Linked DNA regions of Mus musculus: region 2 is linked to region 1. The links are chromatin contacts, called in public HiChIP or PLAC-seq maps. All regions are on one chromosome and are shown on one strand. Each heading gives the region's core, a stretch centred on a gene start, on an enhancer-like site or on the middle of the called end of the contact. The rest is flanking DNA. Distances are from core to core; before and after follow the strand shown. Region 1 has its middle 8.7 kb from the start of Mymx. Region 2 has its middle 4.3 kb from the start of Gm46607.

The links. HiChIP or PLAC-seq counts read pairs in DNA pulled down with a chosen protein or histone mark.
Region 2: a contact with region 1 is called in an HNF4G HiChIP or PLAC-seq map of pancreatic cancer cells. The contact joins two enhancer-like sites. A contact is called at or near these places in 1 of 115 datasets of contacts at active chromatin or transcription factors (pancreatic cancer cells) and 3 of 9 other capture datasets (adipose tissue, liver and pancreatic islet).

The regions. Positions count from the first base shown.
Region 1 is chr17:45,607,989-45,613,457 of GRCm38.p6, forward strand. No RefSeq gene overlaps it. Among named protein-coding and RNA genes, the nearest start is that of Mymx, 8.7 kb to the left of the region's middle. Within about 2 kb of position 2,438, at least 73 of the 459 cell types and tissues checked have an H3K27ac peak or open chromatin away from gene starts, as enhancers often do. A contact at or near this core is called in pancreatic cancer cells, where this site is marked.
Region 2 is chr17:45,781,738-45,787,206 of GRCm38.p6, forward strand. No RefSeq gene overlaps it. Among named protein-coding and RNA genes, the nearest start is that of Gm46607, 4.3 kb to the right of the region's middle. Within about 2 kb of position 3,369, at least 20 of the 459 cell types and tissues checked have an H3K27ac peak or open chromatin away from gene starts, as enhancers often do. A contact at or near this core is called in pancreatic cancer cells, where this site is marked.

The sequences.
Region 1 (5,469 bases), core at 1,188-3,687:
AAGTTGAAGGGAGGGTCATTTGCCAAAGGGAAGCTGTAGTGACTACCTCTCTGGTCAGTTTAAAGATAATTTCTTTTTTTATTTTAATTTTTATTTATTATATGTAAGTACACTGTAGCTGTCTTCAACACTCCAGACAAGGACATCCGATCTCATTACAGATGGTTGTGAGCCACCATGTGGTTGCTGGGATTTGAACTCAGGACCTTTGGAAGAGCAGTCTGTGCTCTTAACCACTGAGCCATCTCTCCAGCCCCCGGAAGAGCCACTGCTCTTAACCGCTGAACCCTCTCTCTAACCCTAAGCTTTTTTTCTTCAATAAGCAACAGTTAAAGCAGGGACTATTTGTTTGTTTGTTTGTTTGTTTGTTTGTTTGTTTATTGTGAAGAGAGGGCATCGAATCCCATTACAGATGGTTACTGGGAATCGAACTCATGACCTCTGGAAAATCATACAGTGCTCTTAACCCCTGAGCCATCTCCTAGCCCAAAGCAGAGACTCCTAACTCATCAGCTATTTACTCCCCTCGGAACTCAGGGAACATCACATGGAGCAGAAGGTGGAAAGGATGAGAAGGAGCGTTGTGCAATGTTGTCTTCTCTCATGACATGGCTTTGTACTAAACTTACCAATTGCACAAGACCTGCACAGTTCGAGCTGATGACATCAGTCAACATTGCAGCAGGCAGCACTATCCAAACTCAAGAGATGACACAAAAAAACAAAAATAAAACCAAAAAAGATGGAAGAGGATTGTTGAGGGGTGTCTGGGAGAGTAAGGGAGAATTGTTAGAGATATTTATGGTTAAGATACACTGTGTACATGTATAAGCTTATAAAATAATATATATATTTTAAAGTTTCACATTCCCGAAGCTGGGTCTGGAGATTATGCCGTAATCCAAGATAAAGCATTTCTGGCTATGGAAAGGAAAGCTAGAACAAGTGTAGCAATGCATGGCTGTAATCTCAGCATTCCAGAGCTGAAGGCAGAGGATCAGAGCTTAAGGGCTGCTGGTGTCATGTGGTGATTTCATGAGTTCAAGACCAGCCTCGGTAATAAAATAAAAATAAAAAATTTAAAAGGTTCTCAAACATTAACATCACCAACCTATAAAAAATATAAACAGCTGGATGTGGTGGCGCACACCTTTAATCCCAGCACTTGGGAGGCAGAGGCAGGCAGATTTCTGAGTTTGAGGCCAACCTGGTCTACAGAGTAAGTTCCAGGACAGCCAGGGCTACACAGAGAAACCCTGTCTCGAAAAATAAAAATAAAAATAAACAACAACAATAACAACAAACTGGGGTAAACCTGGTGGTTGTGGGGCTAGCCTTTTATCCCAGCAGTCCTAAGGCAGAGAGACAGGTGAACTTTGTGAATTCCAAGTCAGCCTGGTCTACAGAGCGAGTTCCAGGACAGCCAGAGGCACACCGAGAAACCCTGTCTAGAAAAAAAACAAAACAAAACAAAACTGTAGTTCACGATGAGCTAGTTTCTAAGTTTAGGGGGCTCAACTAGTTGAGAAGATCCTCAATGCTGGGCTCAAAGCTTGTTTCCCAAATTGTTTCTGGTCGCGCTTTGGGAACCACGTGGCACCAAGGTCAACGCAGTGTGGTTCGTTATCTCTCCAGATTTTCGATCAGGTCCCTCCAGCCTCGGTTTGCGGGGCTTCCAGAGAGAAGCTCCTGGTTTGGGTGACACTGGAATTAAAAAAAAAAAAAAAAGGCGGGACAATTAAAAAGATCCAAGTTGGATATGGCAGCTTACAGGCTGCTGGGAAATCTTTCATTTCTTTAGTCTCTATTGCTTTAGAAGTTTGTTAAATTGAGAGACACGAGTGTTTCATTAGAATATCTTCATTTTTGCCAGGCCAGTTAATAACCGCAACAGAACAACGTGAACAAAAAGCAGGCTTGGAAAACTCCCTCTGGGAACCCCCAAAATACAAAGAGCCCCGAAGCGTAATACCTATGAATGCTGTGACACTGCCCCCCACCCCCGACCACGTACACAACACAGTAAGTCACACTGCGCCTTTTCCAACCTCAGCTTTCATAGCTGGCTATATATATATATATATATATATATATATATATATATATATATCTTCCCAATTCCTGTCTCAAGCAACTATGGAGTAGCTCCAAGTCCCTGGGCTGGGGAGACCCAGAGAGGAAACAGGCTTTTGTGTCTAGCAACAATGAGAAAATCAAGCAGGGGGGTGGGGCAAGGAAAGACAGTGGCTGTGTCTGAGGAATGTGTTTAATCTTCATCCTCTGTCTCTCTCCACCCCATCCTGGGCTTAACTTCCCTGTGCACCTCCTTCTCTTCTGTTCAGCAGTAACCTTCCCTACTGGATCCCCTTAGCCTGCCTCTAGCATTTTCGTTGCTGGTAAGAACACTGCCTTAAGACCCATCCACCGGCAAGCACCAGTCCCTGACACTATTCACGATAGTCTGTTATGCTTGTTGCCAGGAGCATGTTGTCCTCTGAGAGGCTCCACCCAGCAGCTGACTCAGACAGATACAGACACCCACAGCCAAACAGTGGATGGAGCTTGGGGACTCTTATGGAAGAATAGGAAGAAGGATTGTGGGGCCCTGAAGGGGATAGGAACTCCATAGGAAGATCAACAGAGCCGACTAATCTGGACCCTTGAGGCTCTCAGGGACTGAACCAACAACCAAAGAACCTGTATGGGCTGGACCCAGGCCTCCCTGCATATATGTAGCAGATGTGCAGCTTGGTCTTCATTGGGTCCTGAACAACTGGAATCGGGGCTATCCAAAAAGCTATTGTTTGTGTGTGGGATATGTTCCACTAGCTGGGCTGTTTGTCTGGCCTCAGTGGGAAAGGAAGCACCTAGCCTCACAGAGACTTGAAGTGCCAGGGTGAGGGGCTACCCAAGGGCCCCAACCAGCTCAGAGGAGAAGGGGGAGGGGAGATGGAGGAAGGATTGTGGGAGGGGCTGACTAGGAGGGGAACAGTGAGCAGAATGTAAAGTGAATAAGTAAGAAAAAATAAAATTAAATTGGAAAAAATAAATGCTGGCAGAAACCAGTTTCTTCCAGCTCCTGGCTGAGCCTCGCACAGTGGTGTAATCTTCCTGGCAGGAGAAAATATCTTCTAAAGAGACCCTCCCTTTGACTATCAAACTATTGCGATAACGGACCCCCAACCAGGCTGGGAGGGACAAAAGACTGAGGCTATCAAGAGGCACCCCTGCCCCATCTCCCCAGAGATTCCACACAGTTCTGACAACTCCTCAGATCACCAGAAAGACAGCATGGAGCTCAGACAATGAGAGGTCTAGGGCGGACCTTTGCCAGGGCTGCTCAAGTGTGCATTCTTTTGTCCTTCTATGTGGCTTTGGTTTTGATAACTTGTCACAAATGTAGACATATCTGGGACGAGAGATCCTCAATTAAGAAAATGCCTGTGGGCTGGAGAGATGGCTCAGAGGTTAAGAGCACTGGCCACTCTTCCAGAGGTCCTGAGTTAAATTCCCAGCAACCACATGGTGGCTCACAACCACCTGTAATGGGATCTGATGACCTCTTCTGGGGTGTCTGAAGACAGCGACAGTGTACTCATATATATATATAATAAATAGTAGTATCCTAGAAAGGTAGCTGGAGTCGAACCTAAAGAGTGAGCCATTAGGCAACATTCCTCCATGGCCTCTGCTTCAATTTCTATCTCCAGGTCCTGTCCTGATTTCTCTCCATGATAAACTAGAAGCTGTAAGATGATGTAAACTCCTCTAAACATTGCTTCTGGTCATAGTGTTTATCATAGCAGTAGAAAGCAAGCTAGAACACTTTCTGTTTTAAACTTAAAGTCATGCCAGGAACCATGACCATGGACTTGGGAGCTAACTGGTCCTCTGGGTTTCTTTTCCCTCCTTCAACATGTGGACACATTGAACACACCCTTCTTTACTTAGCTTTTTATTGTTAATCGATCATGTTTATACTTGGCCTCTTGGAGACTAGTGACTAAGGACAGCCCGTTAGGGCTCCCAGGCCTCAGACTTACCCTAACACCATCACTAACAAAGGGTCTGGTTTGTACTTTCAGACCTGGGTTTCCCATAATCGCGAGGAAATGAGGTGGGGGTGAGGGTGGGGGAGGGCAGGAAAGAGCAGGCTGCTTTGAGGACCTTCTGTTTCCTCAAGGTCAATTTAAAAAAAATGCCCATATTTGGCATTCTGGAAACCCTCACGGCCTTCCATATGCAAGCATTAAGTTAATCAGGCTGTGGTATTGAGAATGAGCGTCTGTGTGCTTGTCACACGACGGTTACACACAAGGTGCAACAAGTGGGAAAGCGGCTGCACACACCAAGGGTCAAGCAGGGTCATGGGTAGTGTCCAGGCAACGTGAAGATGCCTTGGTGAGAGTTTAATAGAGTTAACGGGTTCTGGCCAGACTTGGGAGCACCAAGCCTCCTCCTCCTGTGGTGGTCTGTATTTCTCTACCCAGGGGCTCCAGAGCACTCCATGGCCAAGAAGACCTGCAATTAAAACTATATCTAGGGACTGGGTTGCAGCTCTGTTGATGTGGCATATGCTCAAAGCCTTAGGGTCGAGCTCCTAGCACAGAGGTTCTCAACCTGTAGGTCTCGACCCCTCTGAGAGTAAAATGATTCTCACACGGGTTGCATATCAGATACCTTGCATATCAGATATTTACACAACAGTAGCAAACTTACAGTCCTACTAAATTATTTTATGGTTGGGGGGTTACCAGAATATGAGGAACTGTGTTAAAGTTAGGAAGGTTGAGAACCATTGCCCTAGCACCATGTAAACTGGGTGTGGTGACACATGTCTGCTATCCCAGCATGGAAGCAGGAGAACAAGAAGTTCAGGTAATAGTTACTGGTATCACTGCATTGATAAAATACCAAGGCCAAAGCTACCTAGGGGAGAAAGTTTATTTTAGCTCATGGTTCAGAGCGGTAAGAGTCCATCCACCATGCCAGGGATACGAGGAAACAAGTCTCCAGCAGGCCAGCAGGCCAGGGGAACTGAACTCACACCTGGAACTGCAATCAAACTGAAGGTTGGGGAGTCTTAGAGCCCATCCCTGTGATATACTTCCTCCATGAAGACCACGCCTCCTGAGCCTTCCCCTATCAAGGTCACGCCTCCTGAGCCTTCCAAAACACGGGAACCAAGAATAAACATATCCAATGTAGGGGACATCCTCAAAAGCGAGAACACAAGACTTGGCTTAGTTCCTCAAAGACTTCCTTCTGCCTTTTCAGCTTTTTATTTTTTTCTTGGTTTTTCGAGACAGGGTTTCTCTGTGTAGCCCTGGCTGTCCTGGAACTCACTTTGTAGACCAGGCTGGCCTCAAACTCAGAAATCCGCCTGTCTCTGCCTCCCGAGTGCTGGGATTAAAGGCGTGCGCCACCACGCCCGGCTACCTTTTCAGCTTTAAACTTCCAGGAAGTCCC
Region 2 (5,469 bases), core at 2,119-4,618, 170 kb after region 1:
TGAAAAAAGAAACATTGCTTTTCCTTGAGGACATGGCTGTTGGCAGTTTGCTCCCAGCCGGCCCAGTGGACGGCCACACCCACTGTGCACAGGGGCAGCTTAGTCAGGACTCAAAGTGCTTTTAAAAACAACAGGAGAGCTGGGCGGCGGTGGTGTACGCCTTTAATCCCAGCACTTGGGAGGCAGAGGCAGGCGGATTTCTGAGTTCGAGGCCAGCCTGGTCTACAAAGTGAGTTCCAGGACAGCTAGGGCTATACAGAGAAACCCTGTCTTAAAACAAACAAACAAACAAAAAACCCTGAAAGTAATGAATGTTAAAAGAAAAAGATGGGGCTGGTGAGATGGCTCAGTGGGTAAGAGCACCCGACTGCTCTTCCGAAGGTCCAGAGTTCAAATCCCAGCAACCACATGGTGGTTCACAACCATCCGTAACAAGATCTGACTCCCTCTTCTAGTGTGTCTGAAGACAGCTACAGTGTACTTACATATAATAATAAATAAATCTTAAAAAAAAAAGAAAAAGATACATAAGGGAAGAGAGCCTGCAGATGATGCCTTTTAAGAAAAAAATTGATTTTTATCTTATGCAAGTTTGAATGTATGCCTGTGCACCACCTGCATGTCTGGTGCTGGCAGAGGCCAGAAGAAGGCATTGGGTCCTCTGGACCTGGAGTTATAGATTACTGAGAGCCACCGTGCGGGTTCTGGGAATCCAACCCCTGTCTTCTGGAAGATCAGCAAGTGTTCTACCTGCACGGGTGATTCTTGTGAAACATTCAAGTACTAATAATACTGTCCAGTGGTAATAATTTTTTCTTCCAAAAAAAAAAATCTATGTATCTCTAGTCTACCTTTTTATCTAGTAGCTTTGTCAAATCATTCCAGGCCGGTGTCAAATACTGATGGCGATCATTTGCGGCCATAGTGACATTTCTTTAACAGGATGCTCCCGAATGTGAACAGGCTGAGCTTTCCAGTTTACATAGTGACAGGTGGGTGAGCCAGGTGTGGTGGCTTTGATCTCAGGACTCTGGAGGCAGAGACAGGAGGTTCTCTGTGAATCTGAGGCCAGCCTGGTCTACAGAGTGAGTTCCTGGACAGCCAGCGCTACACAGAAACCATCTCCAAGAAAAAAAAGGTTTCTTAAGTCCATGGTCACTTTGGGCCTACAGCAGCTCAGTGCACAGTGGGGAAATCTGAGGTGGAGGACGCCTGTTTACCTCGAGTGGGATGCAAAGTAAGGGTCACCGACCTAAGTGACTCTACCAGGGTGGGGAAGGCTGCAGTGCCAAGGAGCAGAGACACGTCTCACAGGAGTAAACTGAGATTCTGGCACTTGCGTCCTGACAAGCCGTCTGTCCTTCACTTTGGGCTCTCTTGAGCCCCTGTGTCTAGGATGAGGCACAGTAGGAACCATTGGCTTATGCCATGCTGTGGGGAAGGACCCGGGTGAGGCAGATGTCCCACACTGGGTCGGGGATGGGAGAACACAGAGCTCTAGAGCTCTGAGGCTGAGGCAGGACAACCTGCCGACCTCACCTACTCCTCCATACAGGTGCTTGCGAGTAGCGGAGCCCTCACCAGCCTCTTCCTCCAGGTTCCTCGGAGGCATTCTTTTCCCAAAGTCAGGTGACCCCATCCTACCTTTCCAGTTTCCTAAAGCGTTTATGGAATCCCCTGGGCAGGTACAGATGCCATCACTACCCTCAGGGAGCCATTTCTGTGCCCAGGACTTTTGGGGGTGGTGAAAAGGTTGGGTGATTTTCCAGTGCAGAGTCTTGCAGAGTTGGAGGAGCTGTAGGCACCTGTGTGGGTGATGGGATGGGGCCAGGTGGCTAAGGAAAGAACCTTCACTTGTCAGGACCATGAAAGAAGCAAGCCCTCCCAGGCCCTCCGTTCACATGGTCTTTTAAGAGAAGGGGAGGTGACCCTATGGCTTCGTTTCTATCACTGGTAGGAGACAGACATCTTCCTTTTCTTCTCTCGAGCAAAGATTAAGAACATACAAATGGGGAGGGGAGCGGGGAACTAGAACTTTAGCTCAGTGAGTAAAGTGCTTGTCTGTGCAAGCAAAAGGACCCGGGTTCGGATCTCAGGCACACACGTAAAACTCAGGCACCGTGGCACACATCTGTAATTTCAGTGCTAGAAGGCAGGTGGAGACCTGAGGATCCCAGGTGGGTGGGGCTGGGAGAAGCTCACTGGCCAGCCAGTCTGGTCGGAAACATTGAGCTCCAGGTTCAGTGAGAGAACCTGTCTCAAAAACTAAGGTGAAGATCGACTGAAGAAGACGTCAGATGCTGAACTCTGGCCTACATATGTGTATGTATGGGTGAATGTACCCACATGTACATGCATGCACAACACACACACACACATACACACACACTCGAACATAGATATAAGCACAGTGCTGGGACTCTAGGCAGAATGAGGAAGAGCATGGTTGACTGTGTCTAGCCAGAAAGGCCAGAGGAGACTAGACGGCTACCATGCCGGGAGCATTGAGGAGTTCTTATGAGCTTCTGGTATGTTTCAGAAGGGACACCTGGACTGGCTCTGTTTTCCAGACACAGGAACCTGGGAATACAGAGAGGAGGTGGTCACATGAGGAGGTTCTCTGTTACTAAACGAGGCTCAAGGCAGAAGAGCCAGGATGGCCTCGCTTGAAGGAGTCGGGTGCGATAGTCAGTGGGGGACCTTGGAATGAAAGGCAAGATAGATGCTGAAGGTTGGTCTTGGACAGGGAGCAAAGGCAGGCAGGATGCTAGGTAGCGTGAGGCGCCTGGGGCAGTTGAGTTGCTTCCACCAGCCAAAACCCAAGAGGGCTTTCCCTGGAACTCTCTTGCAAAATCATGGCGGCATCTCTACTGATGTGGCTTCCTGTGGAAAGTAGGTGCTGTTGGTGGGTCCTGGCATGAGCCTCACTCATTTCCAGTCTCCTCAATTTCTGTACCAGGCCCAAGCCTCCAGGGGGAAGCTTCTAGAAAACACATCCCAGATGTGCTGAGGGAGACGGAGCCAAGAGAGCAGGATGACTACTCTTTTGAGAAAGGATGCCATTTCCCCTTTGGATCAACAACTTGGTGTTGCTTAGAGAAAACGACACCTCCCATCCTAGATCTGGGGATCCCTGGGCTTGGAGAATCCTTTTCTAAACCTTGCTAGAAGCAGGTTTGCAGAAGGCGGCGATCTGGCAAAGGGGAAGCCAGAGGGAACAGTCTCTGCTTTTAAGGACTCGTGAGGTTCTCCTGATTTCAAGATCTATAGACTTAATCATGTCTGTGAAGTCCCCTTGGCCTGGTGACACAACAGTCATAAGTTCCGGGCATTAGGGGGTGTGGCTCACCACAGTGTTTATTCTATCAGCCGTATCTTTGGCATGTTATCTTTGTAAAGCCATACTTATGAACGTATGCAGTACTGTCTGCTGGCAGCTCAGGATATTTCCCTCCCTTTTCTGCCCAGGAGGGGCCAGAAGCCAGAGAACGAGAGTCCTCAGAATCCCCTGGGTGCCAAAGAGCGACACCGCCACAGGCTTCGGTGAATGGAAAAGAAGCTCCAGTGTTGCTCACCGTCTGAGGGCAGATGCGTGGGCTTTGGCAGATACAGGATTTAGGCTTTTGCGTTGCTTTGATCCTGGAGGCTCAGGTGTCTTGTGGTTTCAGCCACTTCCTGACTTCCTAAGACCTAACAGGAAAGCTGAGCCATCCCTTCCCAGCGTTGTAAATATAGAATCCCCTGTGTTTAAGCAGAGCAGAGCACCTGAAGTGGTCTCCATGTTCTTGACTAACGCAGTGCCTTGTTGATGATCACGATTTATGACCTGCTGGCTTGTACTTAATAAGATGCACCAACAAATCTGTCCGAGGGTCATGGAGTATTCAAATTTTGGTGATTACCTGATTGCAGAAGTGTTTCCTGGTTTTGGTATTATGTCCACATAGTCAAGAACCGCTCTCCCTGCACACCCACACAACCCCCTCCCTGCTTGGCAGTGAAACTGAATGCACTGTCAGACATATTTACTCAGAACACATTCTTGAAATGCAATGTTTTAGTTGAAAGACATTCACTTTTTGAAAGCATTCGTGCCTGTTTCCAGAGAAGTCTTCTGTGTTGTCTTATTTTGGCCTATAGGACATGATTCTCCACGCTTTCTTCCCCAGCTCAGTTCCTTCCTTCCTTCCTTCCTTCCTTCCTTCCTTCCTTCCTTCCTTCCTTCCCTCCTCCTCCTCCTCCTCCTCCTCCTCCTCCTTCTCCTCCTCCTCCGACCCAGGCACTGAACTCAGTCTTGTCCATGTCTGTCAAGTGCTTTGCACCTGAGCCACATTCCTAGTCTAACCTGGGCTTCCTTCTCTTTTTCTACAGCACAGTGCAGATGGTGAGTGAATCTGACTGCTTCTGCCTTCAGAATGCATCCACAGCCCTCGAGGGTCACCATCGCCATGTGATCAGGCCTGCATCCCATCTCAGCTGGATCTGACAGTGGCTCGGAACCATCCCCGCCTTGCTCAGCTTCCCCTCATCCTCAGTAGCCAGAGATTTTGCTCAACTGTACTCCAGACCATGCCATGCTTAGCTCAGATAGAGACCCTCATCTCCTCCAGGAAAAAAAAAGCCAGCACATGGCTGTTCATGAAACCCTACCTAACCAACCCCTATTGCTCCTCTGACCTCCCCATCCTACTCCTTGGTTCGTTGTCCAGCTTGCCCCTTGAACCTTCTTGTTTCTTGGGTGTTCCAGGTGAGAGACCGTGATGAACACCTGTACCAGTTGTCCCCTTTGCCTGGACAATTCACCCAGACATCTACAAGTGGGGCTCCTTTGTCCTGTCATTTGTCCTTGAGCAGGGACTTCTCTGAACCTCCTGCCTAGCAACCTTTCACGTTCCATTTCTGGTTCACTCCATAGTACCTACCGCTGTCTATCTTCAGACAGTGTCTCCTGTCCTCTGGTTCTCGGCTATGTGCATTGTGTAAATACTGGAGAGCTATCGCCACTGGCTATAAGTGTGAGTTGAATGTAGACGTGAACTTGGGACATTTGCTGAGCCTGCTGCACCCTGTTTGTGCTGTTGTTTGTCCAACGTAAAACTAATTTCTTTCTTTCTTCCTCCCCCCCTGTCCCCCCATATTTTAGACAAGATCTTACCCCATAGGTCTGGTTGGCCTAGAACTCCCTATGTAGATAACCTGGCCTTGAACTCACAGAGATCCTCATGCCTTCGCTTCCCGAGTGCTAGGACTAGAGGTGTGTGCTACCATGCCTGGCTTCCAGTGTGAACTACTGTGTTTCCCTTGTGAAGCATACGACACAAAGTCACTCAACCTCAGGAGACACTAGGCAGTGCATACGGTGGAAGGCAAAAAGCATCACTTTATTATTAGCTCTCTTGTGCTTATTTATTTCTGAGACAGGATTTCTCTGTGTAGCTCTGGCTGTCCTGGAACTCACTCTGTAGATCA